Linked DNA regions of Anas platyrhynchos: region 2 is linked to region 1. The links are chromatin contacts, called in public Hi-C maps. All regions are on one chromosome and are shown on one strand. Each heading gives the region's core, a stretch centred on a gene start, on an enhancer-like site or on the middle of the called end of the contact. The rest is flanking DNA. Distances are from core to core; before and after follow the strand shown.

Region 1 (3,343 bases), core at 238-2,737:
GTGGTGTAAGCTATTGCCTCTGCAGATTTCTGGAACCACATAAACCGGAGATGGGAAAGATCCGAGGTCATCCAACTTCTCCATTTTCCCCCTATGGGGAAGGCTTGTTCCCTACACTGGATTTTCCTGTACTTGGTCCAGTTTGAAGTGACTCAAGCAGCAGGGTTTTCATCGCTTCCCTTGGGAGGCCTGGCAGTTTTCTTGCCATGAGAGCTGTTTTCCTAATGCTCCACCTGATCTGTTCCTCTCCCTGATTCCAGCCCCACAGAGTGGCCAGCAAAAAGCTACGGTGGGCTAATGCTCATTAGGTTATATGAGCACTGGTTAACTCTTTCTGGGTGGCTTTGATGCTTGTCCTAAGCAAAAAGGAGAAATTTGGATATTTGGAAAAAGGATATTTGGAAAGGAGAATGTTATGGTGCTGGAAAGGAGAATATGATGGTGCTGCGATGGTGACACTTGTCTCAAAGACATTGATGGTGTAAGTAGTACGAGTCCCAAGACCTGTGGTTCTTACAGGATTTAGAGGTTCATGGAAGGTTTTCTTCTACAGCATGTAAGCATACCTGTAGCTGGTGAAAACTGGTAAAATTACCCCTGAAATGTTGAACTAAATGACAACCTGAACGTGCAGTAGTGGCTGTTCTTTATTTTGGGGCTTTGCTTGTGCCTAACACTTCTTCGAGAAGCTTGTTTTTTCTTAACAAGCTGGAGATTTTCCCATGGATTGCTTTCTTTGCTTATCCTGTCTGTGCTGCCAATGCTGTGTAACCAGTAGCTTGACTCTAATGCTGAAGTAGTTCTTAAAATATCGTCTGCTAACTGGATTGGTCACGATGGGATAAAGCCATCTTCCATGAAGGATGAGCGGGATCAGGCCTTGGAGACGCTGTCAGAGGGGAGCCAGCACAAGAAGAAGAGAATAAATATTTAAAGTGTGGTTATGCAGGGGACAAAACTAGATGCAAATCTAATGGTCCCCAGCTCAGATAACTGCAGAAATGTTTAGGGCAGAAAGCTGGTAGCAGTTGAGAGGTCTGTGGTGGTGTAACACAACGTGATGGGCAGCTTGGTATTTATTTTGTCTGGGGTTCCCCAGGAGGCTGTTTTATGCTTTATCCAAAATGAGTAAAAGGGTTCTCAACCTTTCTTCTTTGACCAGACGTGGGGAACAGCCCTGTGTTCGTGTCTCTGCCAGGGGGATGGAGGGCACTTGGTGTGTCTGTGTCCCCTGGCAGCCCCACCAGCCTCGGTGTGCACCGTGAGGAGGTTTCTCCGCTCCGCTGAGCGCCACGGCCGTGGTGCTTGCTGCGGGTGGGCAAAGCCAAGGAACATGACTAATGGGTAACATAAAGAACCACCTTCCCTGCAGCCTGATTCACCCGATCCTTGCACAGATTCAGTCTTTCCTTCAAGGAATGTTTGATAATGCAGCGCGCACCGCTGAGATCACCCTTCTGGCAAGTGCCTGCTGTGGTATGAGACCCAGTCATCTGGCAGCACATTGCTTACTGCAGTCTCCAAGGCAACCCTCCATGCTGTTCTTCTTTGGAAGCTCTGTGCATTCGTAACGAAGCTGTCATCCCTCTTACTGTAAGTGCAGCAGATGTGAAAGATTTTACCTGTGCCAATGAACCCCAGGCCAGGACACTGCTGCTCGGAGGAGCGGCGCTGCGGTGGGCATCCCACCTCCCTCTGAAGGTTGCTGCCTGTCTGCTCGTGGTGCCACAAAATGTCTCCTGCCCTGCCTGCCGTGTCTGTAGCCAGCTGTGTTCGCACAAAGAGACCCTGAGGATCACACGAGAGCTCTGCTGAGGCAAGGCCTTGCGGTGCTGACGTGCCACAGAAAGAATTCGTCCCGGATGGCTGGTCCCAAGGTGGATTTACCAGTCCTGCAGTTATTTGCTTCTCGCTGACTAAAATGTGAGTCCTTCTGGTAGGGAGACAACCAAACTGCAGCTCACTGCCACGTCCCGTGGGAGCTGCTCTGAATTTCTTTCGAGCAGAAGCTGCCAATTGCTCAGTTTGGAGGCACAGCCACCCTCTGTTGTGGGTGCTTAACCTGGCAGGTCAGAGGGGCAATTGTCTGCCTCCAGCATCCCATCTGAAGTCCTCTGGGCTGCTCTAAGAGAGGTTGTAAATCAGGGAGGGCGGATGCCGTGTCCTCTGAGTAGGCCTGATAGATGCTCAGTGCTGGACTGATGAAGCTCATCAGTGCCATGCTGGCCTCTGCTAAAAGTCAGCCTGGAACTGAAAGGCTGCAGGTTTCATTCTGCCTGCTGCAGCCTCTGGAGAAGCTCTTTTCTTATGTTTGCTTTTCTGGTTGGTCTGTTGGTCATACAGAAACCGGGGTCTGGCTCTAGCTGAGGGTATTGCAGTTCTTTGGGGTGAGCGAGGTAGGGGGAAAGTCCGTGCTGTTCATACAGAACGAACCACATCTCCCTGATAGATCCCATGCAGACCTAGACTGGAAGAATCTGTCCAGCTTCATCTGCTTGAAAGCAGGCATCTAATTTCAGCCCTTGATTTTAAGGTCACCAGTGCGGAGCGAGAGACTCCCAGCTCCTTGGAGAAAGCCAAAGCCCCTGTTGGAGCAGCCGAACTGCCTGGCAGCTGGAGTCAGACGAGGTGACGAGCCTTTGCCACAGCCCCTCCTGATCCCGGTGGGTGAGAGGTTTGTACAAGCTGGGGTCGTTCTCATTCCCTGCTGTGAGCTCCGGGAGAGACGGTGCTGGGTTAGGTGCCAGCTCCGGTGCTCTGCGGCGGTGGCTTGCTCGTCTGCTCCGCGTCCAGCAGCAGCTGCTGGGAACACCCCATAAAGATTGCTTGCTCCTGCTTTCTGACAAGCTCTGTGCTCCCAGACGTGGGCAGACCCCTCCACCTCGCACACCTCCATCCCTGCCCTGCCATCCTAGCCCTGGCTCTGTCCCAGTTTGTCTGCCAGCTGTGCCAGACCGCTGGGACACATGTCTTGGGGCAGGCGCTTTCCAGGAACTCTGTGTCTGCTGCCCTGTCTGTCTGTAGTTTCACTTGACATCCCCCGAGGTCTGGAGGGGAGAAAAGGCATTTTCCTCTTGCCCTTGGGGTGATGCTGTAAGGCAGTGGTACAGGAGCTGGGAACTGCTGGACCTGGGCCTGGGGGGCGAGAGGGGGGAGCTGCCCCTCCGGGCTGAGGAGCCCCAGTCCTGCAGCACCGTCAGGGTCCTGCTGGGCACAGAAACAGGTAAAAATAACATAAAATAAAACAAAAATAATCATAAAATAACAGGTAGCTGTGAGGTGGGAAGCCTGCCCCGTGGGTTGAGGTGTTTTTTGAAGGATGCCGTGCAGGCAGCCCACGTGG
Region 2 (3,343 bases), core at 234-2,733, 69 kb before region 1:
TTGCCCAAATCAGTGCTGTTTTGCTCTTGCTTTTCACCAAAGTAACTTGCAAAGGAGCAGTGCACCGGGTTTACCCTGCAGCTCCCCGCAAATGCAAAGCCAGAGGAAGCCAAAGGAGAATGAAGCAGCAGAGAGCAGGATCCCAGAGCCTGCAGGGGTTCTGCTCTCCCCCTGGTTTTGCAAGTAACCAGCAAAAAAATAGTCCCAGGGTTTTTACACCAGCACAAGGAGTTTGGCCTTATTTTTTGTTGTTGGTGGTGGTTTTTTTTTTATTGTTTTTGTTGTTGTTTGAGGAGCAGTGCGGTGTTTTCCAGGGGCCGCTTTAAAATATTTTACCGCTGATTAACGTTCTTGGACGGTGGCCTTTCAATCTGTTTCCTGCCTCAATTTACTGAGCACTTATTGCAATAAATTAAATAAATAAATAACGTGACCACGGAGAAAATGGCCGCACTAATCACCTCAAATTAAACTGCGCTTACCCCAAGTTAGTGCAGATTTGGACCAAATTACAGGGGTGGATTAACTTGAGGCTCATTAACTCCCAGCTCCATTGGGGTAGATGTAAACTGCAGGATTCTGCTCCCACGTGTGGCTGCGCTTTGTGTGCTGGGGCAGCTGCCTGGGGGGCACCCACTGGGAAAGGGGCCTGGGGTCCTGGGGGTGCATGCATGGGGGTGTGCATGGTCTGGGGGTGCACACACTCGGGTGTCCTGTGTGCACAGTCCCTTTCTATGCATGCATGCTGCAAAGTGCTTGGTGTGCACTGTCCTGGTCCATGCATGCATTGGGGTGTCCTGTGTGCACGATCCATGGGGGTGCACACACCAGGGGGTCCTGTGTGCACAGTCCCAGCTTATGCATGCACACACTGGGGTGGTTGGGGTGCGTGGTTCTGGGGGGTGCTTGCACCGGGGTGTTCCATGTGCACAGTGCTGTCTGTGCATGCATGCAGCTGGGCATCCCATGTGCAGTCCTGGTCCTTGCATGCACTGGTGTGCCTGGTGTGCATATCTGGGGGGTGTCCATGTGCACAGCCCCAGTCTGTGCATGCAGTGGGGTGCCTGGGGTGCATGATCCCAGGGGGTGCATGCACCGGGGATGTCCTGTGTGCACCGTCCTGCCCGTGCATGAATGAATGTGAGTATCCCGTGTGCATGGTGCATGCACGCACCGTGCAAACCCATGTGCATGGTCCTGGTCCCACGTGCACAGCCCCAACCTGTGCATGCATGCAACTGTGCACGGTCCTGGGGGGGCTGCATGCACCGCGGGTGTCCCGTGTGCACGGTCCCGCTCTGTGCATGCAGTGAGGCGTGCAGGGTGCACGGTCCCAGGGGGTGCATGCACGGGGGGTGCATTGGCTGCCCCCAGCCCCGCGCGCTCCCCGCCGCCCTCCCCGCGCCTGCGCCCTGTGCCCCTCCCTTAGCCCCGCCCCCTCCCCCTTGGCCCCGCCCCCGGCCCCGCCCCGCGCGGAGCACTGTGGGACACAAACACGGCGCCCCGCGCCCCGCGCCCCCTCCTCCCCCTCCCTCCCTCCTCGCGCCCAGCCCCGCGCGCGCCGCCGCCCCCCCCCCTCCTCGCTCCCCCCCCCCCCTCCCCTCCCCGCCTGAGGGGGAGGCGGCGGCGGCGGCGCCTTCCTCCCGCCCACCCCCCTCCTCCTCCTCCTCCTCATCTTCCTCCTCCTCCTCCTCCTCCTCCTGCCGCCGCCGCCGCCCCGCCATGGCCCTGCCGCGGTAGGGGGCTCGGCCTCCTCCCGGGCCCCGCAGGTAACGGGGGGGGAACGGGGGTGATGAGGGAGGGGGGTGGGGGGGGGAACGGGAGGTGAGGGGGGGGGGAACCAACGGGCGCCGGGGGAGGGCTTTGGCTGCTGCACCGCGGGTCCGCCCCCGGCAGCGCCCCCCCGCAGCGCCGCGTGGGGAAGGGGGGGGGATAAAAACAAGGGGGGGGGCAGCGCCTGGTATGGACCCTGCTGGGCCCCCCCCGGGCCTGACACAGCCCCCTGTGCCCCCACAGCACCCTCAGAGCACCCGGTGCCCCCCCCCGGGTCTTCAGGAGCCCCCTCAACCCCCTGTGCCCCCCTCCCAGGCCTGTGGGGTCCCCTTGTCCCCCCCTCAGCCCCCCCGTGCCCCCCACAGCTCTGTCAGAGCCCCCCCGTCCCCTCCTCCGGGCCTGTTGAGACCCCCCCCGGGGCAAGCAGCAGCTGGGGAAGTTGTGCCTCCTGCCGCTGCTTCCATTTATTTATTTATTTCGTTTATTTATTTATGTGTTTATTTATTTATTTCCCCCCCCCGCGTGTGTTTATGTAGGAAGGGGAGCCCCCCCGGGCTGCAATGCCCCCCCTCTTGCAGCACCCCCTGCCCCTCTGCCCACCCATTGGGGTCTCCCCTGCCTCCCCGCTCCCCCTCCGCCTCTCCCCGGTTATTTTGGCTCCGGCCTGCCCTGCGCAGACACGAACACCGGCACCGGCACACGCAGGAGCTGGGGGGTTTGCACCACGCTCCCGGCTCACCAAGAGCTGTCGCCTCCTTGCCTATAGGCACCCACCCCAAGCGGGGCACTGCTGCCCGCCCGAGTGCCTCGATGCTCTTTCCATACGCAGGTTGTGCTGGGGAATGCCTCCGTGCTTGACCGCCGCAGCCCGCTCAAGCGCAGGCACCCCAGGAGGCTTCTCGCTGCCTGCAGAAAGCTGCTGAGGCTCTCCAGGCAAATAGGCAGGCACGGATCTCCCAGCAAAGCAAAGAGACGGCTCTGCCGAGCGCGTTGTACCTGCTGGCGAGGGAGGGTCTGTCTCCAGGGCCTTGTGCAACGGGTGTCGCATCGCCTGGCTACCAAAGGCTGCTGGCACATCCCGTGTCGTGCCTGTTTGCACACACCAGGAGAGGAACAGGCAGCGTTTCGCAGGTAGCCTTCGGGATGCGGGTGTTTGTCCCACATGCTCCCAGGCAGGAGGTTTCCCCGTGTGTCCTTCCATGTCTCCTGTGTCCCCGCAGACACCCGGCGGCAGCTGTTTTGGCGCCTGCCCCCGGAGCGTGGCACTTCCTCGCTACACGTGCCAGAGGGGTCACCTGTTCTTACCCTGCACTTCATGGCTGCCCTGGGTTTTCTTTTCCGTTTACTCTCCCAGAGGCCGCTTGGAAGCAGTCTGTGTGCTTCCCGGGGGTCTGCAGATCCCAAGCTGGAAACCTCTGGTCTGAAATTCATCGGATTTCTCTTTTCAAGTGATACCTGTAGTTTGGAAGTTGCCCGATCTTGTCAGCCTCCCGTTCTCATCCAGCTCAGAACCTTTCTCGCATGTTTCTAGAAGTCTCCTGCTTTCATTATTCTCCTCACACCACATCCC

The links. A called contact is a pair of places that touch in the nucleus more often than the background predicts.
Region 2: a Hi-C map of skeletal muscle shows a contact between it and region 1, with 1.7 times the contacts expected there. The contact joins the promoter of ZBTB44 here to the enhancer-like site in region 1. A contact is called at or near these places in 2 of 8 Hi-C or Micro-C datasets (skeletal muscle and small yellow follicle).

Annotation. Positions count from the first base shown.
Region 1 is chr25:4,520,590-4,523,932 of IASCAAS_PekinDuck_T2T, reverse strand. No RefSeq gene overlaps it. Among named protein-coding and RNA genes, the nearest start is that of ST14, 33 kb to the right of the region's middle. Within about 2 kb of position 1,487, at least 3 of the 8 cell types and tissues checked have an H3K27ac peak or open chromatin away from gene starts, as enhancers often do.
Region 2 is chr25:4,589,260-4,592,602 of IASCAAS_PekinDuck_T2T, reverse strand. ZBTB44 (zinc finger and BTB domain containing 44) reads left to right here and starts at 1,483. Exons shown (of 6, transcript XM_027444403.3): 1 at 1,483-1,769.